2 separate regions of the Triticum aestivum genome follow, and region 1 is linked to region 2. Evidence: chromatin contacts called from public Hi-C data. All regions are on one chromosome and are shown on one strand. The core of a region is the stretch at or near the end of the contact, and the rest is flanking DNA. Distances in the headings are between cores, read along the strand shown.

What was found. Hi-C and Micro-C count contacts between places; a contact is called where the count stands out from the background.
Region 1: a Hi-C map of leaf shows a contact between it and region 2, with 2.2 times the contacts expected there. The contact joins the promoter of LOC123124095 here to the promoter of LOC123124090 in region 2. A contact is called at or near these places in 2 of 5 Hi-C or Micro-C datasets (both in leaf).

Annotation. Positions count from the first base shown.
Region 1 is chr5D:9,182,779-9,187,763 of IWGSC CS RefSeq v2.1, reverse strand. It overlaps LOC123124095, which reads right to left and starts at 2,258. Exons shown (of 1, transcript XM_044544796.1): 1 at 1,451-2,258. The coding sequence starts at 2,150. The coding sequence ends at 1,752.
Region 2 is chr5D:8,758,040-8,763,461 of IWGSC CS RefSeq v2.1, reverse strand. LOC123124090 (elongation of fatty acids protein 3-like) reads left to right here and starts at 1,891. Exons shown (of 1, transcript XM_044544791.1): 1 at 1,891-3,213. The coding sequence starts at 1,977. The coding sequence ends at 2,882.

The sequences.
Region 1 (4,985 bases), core at 1,009-3,508, 420 kb before region 2:
AAGTGAGTGGTACACTTTGCACGCGACAAATTGAAGAGGGTGTGCGACGGGCCAGCATCTTTGACTTGACCCACGCGCGCCGGCCGGCCGGTCACGGTCAGCAAGGTCGACCGGAATGGAATGGAAATGGAAGAACGCCGGCAGTCTTGTGCGTGCACGCCTGGCTACCTAGACTGCTCGTCCCTGCTACGTAGTAATACTATCCTAGCTAGAGTGGAGAGGGGCTAGTTCTTCACTTCCTCAACACTACTACTTTGAGCTGAACCAAAACCCTAGTAAGACAAACGCACGCACACACCCACAGGGCAAGACATGTACCAAGTCGCACACGTTAGGAAAAAAAAAACCCGGCATTTGACCAAGGGAATCCCATTCCACTTTAGCCTGCAATCGGCTGCGTTTTGTCCTGAAGACTCATATATTCAGTGTTCATTTAGATCCAATAAAAATTCCAGCCGCAATATGAAATAATTATCCTATCTACGTGCTAGCGGACGTGTCACTACCGCGAGGAAGCGGTTTCCGCATGGAACAAAAAAGTTGCATCTATCGTACCATGCAATCTAAGATCCAAATCTGCTTAGGTTGGAACTCAAAGCAGTTCGTAGTTTGTAATCGGGTCCTAGATCATTTTTTGGTTTTAACCTTTTCCTTCCAGTAAAACAAGTTTTTTTTATAGAAATGTTATGCCGAAAGAAGAGCGCATGTTTGCTAGGCAACCGAGCAATCTTGCACTAGTGATAACAATCTCGCCTGCTGGGAAAATGTCCACAAACCTAAAAAGTACGACGCTTTCCTTTATTGTGATACTCCAGGTTGCGCCATATGCTTAACAAGCGATTCAGCACTATTGGCCACGTGACTTCTCCTTGGGTGCGGCCTATAGTTAGTCTCATCGTCAACTTCGCAAGGACCCTAACGCTGCTATCATTTGGGGCTCACATGTCCCTAACAAGGCCAAGATCTTCCCCGTAGAAAGAGAAAAAAAACAAGGCCAAAGATCTCCGCGCGACCAGAGACATGCTAAACACAAAACATAAACTCCACATGAAACCCTAGGATAGGACGACCTTTGCCCTAAATGCAAAGTCACCCTAAAATAGGGCCGCACTCTCCCGTCCGTGTAACGCCCGCATTAGGGATGAAATTGACATCCCTCCCCCCTTTGACGTTCCATGATCTTTGGGTCACTGGCACTCAAGACCACGGAAACTTCTCTACCTAGATAAGGTCATTATCCTGGCCCCCTAGAAATATGGGCTGAGGAATGTAAAAGCTTTTGCTGATATGGGTGAGCATGTTTCTACTTCAGTTAGAAACATTTAGTGAATCTACTTCTTTATAAAGAAAGGGTTCTCCAACCCAGTTTTATTGAAAAACGAGGCAACCACACGACATCAGACAAAACTCTCTCTAATTGCCAAATAAAAAAGATGATTAACCGTTAGTGAGTTTGTTCATCGCAAACATACTGTCGCTTCAACCTTGGTAATTACATCTTGTGCAGGTGCTAACAATATTACAAAGGGAGCAACGAGTATTATATTTGCTTTTTTTTAACAGGGAGTATTATGTTTGCTAACAACATTTTTGTTTCTGGAAAAGAGTTTGCTAAGAACTTAGAACTAACTGGACTGGATATTAAAAAGTTTTTTACTCGCTCCCTTGAAGTTTACGCGCCTAGCTTTGCTTGTCCTAGAAAACAAGGATGTACATACAAGAGCGGCGGCATGCCGGAGGGCGGAGCTACTCTACATGAGATGGTGGCCGTCGAGGCCGGGGTGCATGGATGCCGGCGGGCCCATGAGCGGGAACGAGCACCAGGGCGCGTACATCTGCCCCCCGGCGGCGGCGTCCTCGACACCGCCGGGGCGCACGGGCACGGGCTGCGTCGGCGCGCGCTGCAGCTGATGTGTGTGCTGGTGCTGCCTGGCCATGGCCGCGGCGGGCGCGCCGGTGAGCCTCTGCACGAGGTCGCGGAACTCCCGGGGCTCCACGCGGTACACCTTGGGCGGCGTCGGCGCCGGCGTTAAGCCGCCGCCCGCGCGCCACGGCTTGGCCGGCGGCTTCTGGACGGCCCTCAGCGCCGCCTCGTGGCCGGGCACGGACGGCCTCCTCATCTCGTGCCCATGGTGCAGCAGATGGTCCATCGACGTACGTGCTCGGCCGACCAAGTCGAACCGTGGGCGCTTGAACGATCGGTCAAGAACTTACACTTGCAGCGACAGGAAGAAGAAGCGGAAGCAGAGCAAGGCAGAGTATATGGAGCATGGAGACGAGGGCGGGGGCAGGGGAGGTATATATAGCGGGCGTCCGCGCGTGCGCGAGGGGCTGAGACCGTGAGAGGCTTCTAGAAGAGAAGACGGTGGAAGCAAGCCGGAAGCGGGGTGCCCGCGTGGCTGGGTGGCGGCGCCGGCGACGCAACACGTGGATGGGGACGGGCGGTCAATCGCGGCGCCCGCCTGCCATGCAGCGATCGGCCGGCCGGCCAGCCAGCCATGCCATGCAAATATCTCTCGGCGGAGTTTTTTATTGTGGAATTTTTGTGACTTGCAGATTTCTGCGTCAGCTGCTTGTTGGACGCATCGGCGAGGGCGCAACAGCTGCGCCTTCCTAGTTTGGACCGACGCTACCGACCTACGGTGCCGAGGTTGGTGCCATCGACGGCTGGCTGGCTGGCCGCCTGGCTTATCCGGCGTGCTGCATCACCACCATCCTCTAGATCGATCCATCTCTATAACTTCTTGTTCCTATCTAAAATAGTACTCCTACGTCTCTGCAGCCACAGCTGACACGTACGTACGTACGGATCACCATATAATCTTAGCCTGTTCATCCCCCTCGATGAGTATCAAGGCTATAGATGAGTTACGGGAACGTATACGGTCTTGCTAAATCTCAGTCGACTGCATGTGAAATTCTTTTGATTGTTTGTAGAATCGAAATAACTATACAGTCTTTCTTGTTTCACTTGCAAGGCAAAGAAAATAAAATGTCAGTTTTGTTATTACAACCTTATTTTTTTTATGTCAAAGACAAAAAGCTACGCGCAAATTCTCATTGGATCTCGGGTAGCACCACCAGATCTTAACAACGATGGCTATTCAGATAAGTCTTCGGGTAGCAGCACCAGATCTTGGCCGAGGACCCCAGTATACTGTACTAATATTTATAGGTCCTGTAATTGAGTGAGATTGTCAGGGCGCAAAAGCAGATATGGTCCGGTATTCCCTTGTTCCCCATATTGGTTATGTTCCTTATTCCTCAAGTCTTAGTCAAGTTACCCTAAAAAAAAGTCTTAGTCAACTTAGAACTAGCCACACCCGAACATATAAAAACAAGTACAATAGGATGACGTAGGCGGGTTGTAAGCCTTTAAATATTATATTTTTAGTGAGTTGAAGGAGAGAGAAGGATAGCGGACTACTGATTAATAGCCGAGTGCAGCACGCTCCTGGACATGTTATGAGAGATTGAGGTGGGCCATGTATCAAAAAGGTAGTACATATTTATTTGCAACTATTTTACTTGTCGGCTATAGATGATCTGGCAAGATCTTATAGCTATACTATTAACCATGCTCTAATTACCCTATGCAAACTTTAATTTGCATCGACGACATCTGGAAGACGGAACGTGTACTGGGTTCGTGGTTCGTGGATGACATGTATGGTTTTCTCTTTCGGGGTTTTAGTCATGCCGGGGTGCCAGATCTGGAGTTCGATGACGTGTCCGGGGTGTTGCCCCAGTCTGTTTTTTTTCAACGGCAAGGGCTTCACTTTTGGTGAGCCATCTTAGAGGTCCGCAAAGCTGCATATCAGCGATGGAGCCGCGTCGAGCTCGGGTGACAAGGTGATCTGCCATTCTTTTCTTCGGTGACTGTTGTGGTGGTGCCGGAGGCAGGTGACGGACGTTGGTGTCAAGCTCAGAGTTGTTCTGCTATCTTTTCAGTTTTGTCATGTTGGTTCTTATGTGACTTGTACTTTGATCTTTATGATATGAATGAGACACTTATTACCATGCAAAAAAACTTTAATATTCCTAATTGAAAACGGACTAATCTTTCCTTCAATAAATGAAAAGAGACAAGTCTTCTGCTTCCGCTTTCACTTAAGGGGCGCGCTACGCGTCCGCCAGCTGATCTTTCTAAGGTTCGGCCGTGCGCGAGCCGTTAGATTTGATGCATCAGGCGGCCGAGCGTTACCATCCATCATTGCAACACATGCTTTGTTGCGAAAATTTCTTGCAACAGACATCTTGTTGTAGATTTTTTCGCAACAGATGCCTTGTTGCAGTTTTTTGCAACAGACATCTTGCTGTAGTTTTTTAGAATTTTTCTGCAACAACCGTTTTGTTGCGGATTAATTTTGTGCAACACAGGACTTGTTGCAGGATTATATTTTTATAAAACGAAGCAAAATGAAGCCGCCTCGCATCACAGTAGCCGTTCGCCGCCAAGATTTGCAACACCGCCATTGTTGTGGAAATAGGTGCTTGCACTCGCCTTTATGCTGAGGACGCGTGGCACGCAACGGAGGTGGTGGACACTTGGTGATTATTAACCAGGGCAATCGTTTCCCTTCGCTTAAAGGGAAAAAATAAAGATTACTACTCCTGCATAAGAGCCGTTCAGACTATTGCAAAAGCCGTTCAGAGATATGATCATTGGTTCAAGCTCCGGAGAAATGCATGTGGAGATATAAGTGCAAGCCCTCTCATGAAATGCATTGCGTCTATTCGTTATTGGCATATGGGTGTTCGGCCGATGAAATCGATGACTATGTCGGCATTGATGAAGACACAATGTTGGAGGCTGTTCAAAGATTCACTAAAGCAGTGACCGCTGTTTTTGGCCGGAGTACTTGAGAGCACCAACCGAGGAAGACATCCAGAGGTTGATGACTGAGAGTGACGCAAAAGGATGGCAGGGTTGCTTGGATCACTTTCCTTGTCGTCGGGCTTTGGCTCCCTTTCCTCCGGTTCGC
Region 2 (5,422 bases), core at 642-3,141:
GTTTCATGCTATAGCCGGATGTAATTCTATATGCGGCTTCTCTTCTTTTCTTTTTCTCCCTTCTCCAACTAATCAAAAAGTTTATGTTATTTTATTGTACTTGCTCTAACTTTGCATGTAGATTAATAATCTATCTAGAGTGACTCAATCCATCAGTGGGAAGTTGGCACACGGCTTTTGTGTGTTGTTGGTCATTCAAGACGTGATTCCTGAAAAAGGATAAAAAAGAAATGTACAACCTAGCTCAGTGTTGACATGTCCTTTTCTCTTGGCACACTAGAATTTTGTATCATATACCTAAAATTTATATTTTATTAGTTGTGTAGATGGTCAAAGTTTATCCAAAATACAAGAGGGTCAAAGGTAGTACTATACATAATGGCTAATGGCTATACATGACATGCCATTAAAATATAATCAACTTGCGGTTGACTCTACTATTAAAATTGATATGGCAATGGTTGATGCGCTTATGCAGTGCTCCTAATAAAACAACTCTAGTCGTTACCACAAGACGATCATTAACATCAGCCGATACGCACGGTTTGCGACTAAAAAATGGTTGGATGGATGAAATTATGAAATCCAAATAATTTGGTCGGTGCCGTTAGTTTGGTCGTCGGCAGTTCTTTTAATTGCAGATAGGTTCCGGCCTAATACAAATACGCTGAATCAAGCGAAATGATTAATCTAGTCTAACAAACAATGTAGTAATAAATTAATGTTCGAAAACCGAAAACTCAAGGAACCAAGCGAGCGAGAATGGGTCTATGTTGTGAATTTCTTTAGTTTTCCCTCAAAGACGACGACAGTAATGTTGTTGTTTTTTTCATGGCAAAACAAACTGAAATTGTGGTTGTTTTCATGCATATAGAGTGTCCGATTTCCAGTGGACACTTGTCATGTTGCTGCGATATATACGTGCATAAACTTGGTCCTATGGCAACAACCAAACAATTTAGGATGGTGGTGGTGGTGTGGACGGATCCCCCAAAGCAAGAATGCATGCAAATCGTGCTCCATGCATCACACCAGCCGCTCCTTGGAGAATGGCCACCCTAACTTTAGGCAAGCACATTTCTAGACCTTTTCCCTTTCGTCTATATGCTGATAAAGACCTTTGTCCTTTTGTTTATATGTTGATTGTTATCATGCGTACCCATTTTCTGGAGCACCCAAAAAGATACATCTTCTAAAGGTTTTACAATTTTCTTGAAAATATTTTGGAAGTTTTTTATGACCCTAAAATGATATAACAATAAAACTCAAAGTTAATAAATTGAGACCACCCCTCCCCCCGGGAAATAAATAAATGAAAATAAATTGAGACCCTACAAGGCTTCGAACTCTAAGCCCGGCTCATACTGTCCAAGGTCCAAGCCTGCTATAATCGAAAATTTTAAACTATTTTGATGCAAAATATGACATGAAGCAATTTGCAACACCAAGGCAATTTGGATTTTGGTAAATTGAAGGCACCAGGACACTAAGTATTTCGTTTAGAGACAACTGACCACCGACCAAGCACTGAGTTTTGCGCCATTTACATCTTGTGGCATCGAAATATGATTTCACATGTTTCCATCGATAGCGATGCGACTATGATGGCTCCATGAACCTCGAAACACCTCGGCTCCGGCATTCAACCCTTCTCGGCGTGTGTGTGTGTGTGTGTGTTCGCACATGTTATATAAATTTGTACTCAGATCTTCTTTTCGCACCAACGAGTGACATTATGCATATTTCAAAAATATCGCAGGGCCTTCATGGGCCCTGGTGGGCCTGGGGCTGGGCCAGGTAGATGTGCCTGCCCTTTGACCTGGTCCACCAAGATGATGACCGACAAACGAGAGGAGGCCCAGGCGAGTATATATATCCGGCCCCCATTCCCCAAATCCCTTTCCATCCTCCGCACCGTACGACCGCAACAACCTCCCCTTTTTCCGCCGGCGAGCGACCGATCCGGCGGACGGACCATGGCCGCGCTCGTCGGCGACGTCGCCTACTGGCTGGCGGAGCACCCGGACATCGTCGGCTTCCGCTGGAGCCCCTCGGGCCTCTGGTTCTCCACCTGGGCCTTCCTCCTCGGCTTCCTCGCCACCTACGTGTCCCTCTGCCTCGCCGCCGACGCGCTCCTCCGCCGCCGGAAGCCGCTCCCTCTCGGGCCCCTCCCCCCCGCGCACGCGCTCCTCATGGCCGCCGTCTCGGCCACCATCTTCGCCGGCACGCTGCTGTCGGCGGTGGCGGAGATTCGGGACACGCGCTGGTCGTGGCGGGGCCGGAGCCGGACGACGCCGCTCCGGTGGCTCCTCTGCTTCCCGCCGGGGACCCGCTCGTCCGGCCGCGTCTTCTTCTGGTCCTACGCCTACTACCTCTCCCGGTACCTCCACGCGGCCCGGGGCGCGTTCGCGGTGGTCAGGCGCCGGCGCGGGGCGGCCGCCCGGGTGTTCGCGCACGCCGCGTCCGTGGCCATGGCCTTCCTGTGGCTCGAGTTCTCGCAGTCGTTCCAGGTGCTGGCCATCCTCGCCTCCACGCTCGCCCACGCCGTCGCCTTCGGGTTCCGCTTCTGGGTCGACAGCGCGGGGCTCCCGGCGGCGCGCGCCGCCCGGAGCGGGTCGGCGCCCGTGGCGCTGGGGTGCCAGCTCGGGCTGCTGGGGTGCAACCTGGTGTGCCACGCGGGGGTGGTGTGGATGCACTTCGGGGGCGCGATGGCCGGCGGGTGCAGCGGCATCGGGGCCTGGGTGGTCAACACGCTGCTCAACGCCGCGCTGCTCTGGGTGTTCCTGCACTGCTACGGCACGCGCGGCGTCTGCGACGACGACGGGGGCGCCGCCGCCGCCGCCGCCGCCTTGAAGAAGAAGAAGAAGAAGAAGGAGATGTGAGAGCGGCGTGAGGTGATCCCCTCCGACCATTGTAATATACTACTACTACTGTAGTACAATCCATTGGTGCACTGTACATATAGGTAGAGGCCGGCATTGGCATCGGCGTTCGGCATCTGGCATCCCAATGAGATGAGATGAGGAGGTGGCTGCTGCTGCTGCTATAAACCAAAGCAAAAAAACAAAATTCAATTTTATTTATAGAGATCGGTATACATACATAGATAGATAGATACATACATACACATATGCGCGCGTGGGGTGGACGATTGGTTCGAACCCCTGCTGCTGCTGATTAGCTTGCTATACTCTGTTCGTGTGTTCATTGCAAGGGGGGGCGCTGTTTGTTGGCCTGAACAAGCTGATTTCAGTGTGGCATCTTATTATTACAGACCATACTAGCTAGTGTGCGATCCCTGTCAGTGAGTAAAGGGGCGCTGTTGACGTGCCACCAAACAAGTGAAGTGATGAACAGACGCGTATGTTGGTCAGAATTGGCATGCATTCATTCATCCTTTTGGATGCTCGGCGTCGCGTCTGGAGTCTCAAGTGCCATGCCGCCTTGTCCTGTTGGAGCGTGCGTGCGTGCGTGCGTGCACAGAGAAGACAGACACGGAGCACAAGAGAAGAAGCGATGGCTCCGTTTTCTGGTTAAGCCGTAGCTGAAATGAAGCAAAGCTGCAGCGAGGAATGACGCTCACGTGAGGAAGGAAGGCGACAGACACGCGGACAAAGAGTGAGATGGCCATTGCTGCGTCGATCCCGGAGGGGAGGCGTCCATGCGCTGCTGCCTCGCCTCGACACTGTCTGTGCAGAGCACCATGAAGCAGCAGTAATTAAAACGGAGAGAACATGCCGTGGCCGGAGCTGCGTTGCATGCCGGAACCCAGCCAAACGCTTGGTCTGGGAGCGCCGTGTCTGTCGCGTGTACGTACCACGGGTGTGCGCGCGCGCGCTGATTTATAACAATTCATTAAATTCTGCTCCGGGCAACCGTGTGTGTTGCGTTGCAGGTGCTTCCATGCAAGGATTCTCCCCTCCTGTTCACACCGACCTCTACCTGCAAGTGGGCCCAGCCACGCCAGGCCAGGGCCCACTTGCAGGTAGAGGAGTCCATTCATGGCATCACATCCGGGAGAAATATCAAGTGTTCCCATGCTTCCATGATCCGGGAGCTCCTGGGTGCCGGATCATGCATCAAACGGAGCCTCTAGGCCTGGATGAAATCTTGGGACTATTCAAATGTTTTTGTTACATTTTTTTGCGAGCTCCCACTACATCCGTTGGATCCAGGATCAAACGGCTCGGGAACTCCCATATCATAGGAGCAATGGGGGAAGGGGGGCACATGATATTAAGGTGTCGTGACTTTTGCATATTAGGGTGGTAGATAGATTTGCAAGTGTCATATTCCATATATAAAAATATATGTAAATCTCTTATTTAAAACCAGGCTTAGGCTTCCAAGCCCCACATGTTCTTAATTTATTAAGTTTGGGTGTTATTGTCATATTGTTTTTGGTGTCATGAAAAACTTCCCCAAGAAGCCTCTTTTTTTGGGTTTTATTGCTATATGGTTTATTTTTTGTGAAATTTGTTATTTTATTTATATATTTTTGCGGGGGAGTTATTTTATTTATATGATAAAGTAAAAAAAGCACATACACACCACAACAAATGGCATGTAGAAAAGAAGGAAATAATTTTATGTGCTTGTCTAAAGTTAGGGTGGCCAGTGTTTATGCGGACGGTCATGCCAGAAGCACAATTTGCATGCCTGCTGGTTGGGGAGATTCATCAACGATACCGCCATCCTAGATTGTTTGTTTGTTGTTGTCACTTGAGGGACATCCAATCGACATATTGTTTGTTTCCATAGATAAGGCTTCATGCATGTATCCTGCTCAGGTATCATCGGCAAAACGAACATTGTGTAGATGATCTTTGGCTTGTCGTCTCCGAAGAAGTAGCTAGGGAGAAAAATCCTTATCCCAGTTATTCCATGAGTTGCTTGCGAGTGAGATTGATTTTCTTTAGGACTTAGATGTATTTATATGTTTCCTCAGGGCCTTATCCAAAAAAGTGGGAACAGCTGTCCTAGAACTGAATATTAATTTTTGTACGTACTGCACTATACTCTTTGAAATAATTTTTGTTTTTTATTTGCAAGCGGGTGATTTTAATGATTGTTCATTAAAGAGCACTACGTCAGCTGCATCAGTCAGGCTAGGCTAAAGATAAATATATATTCTGGCAAAAAAAGTTATTTTCCCTTAAAAAAAGACCTACGATGAGGATTCTCTGAGTGTGGGGATGAACGTTCGCCTACCATCACCCTCCGCTCCCCTGGGTGGGAATGCTACTCCCGGTCGCCATGGTCCCCATCTTCACCAGTCTTAGGCATAGTTGCCATGTTTCCGGTACGGTGGGAACGAGGAACGGGAACGAGGGAACAATAGGGTACAACGAGGGTATACATCTCTCGAACGATTTTTTTTATAGCAGGGACGCGATCCAATCCGTTTGGGTACGATGATCCC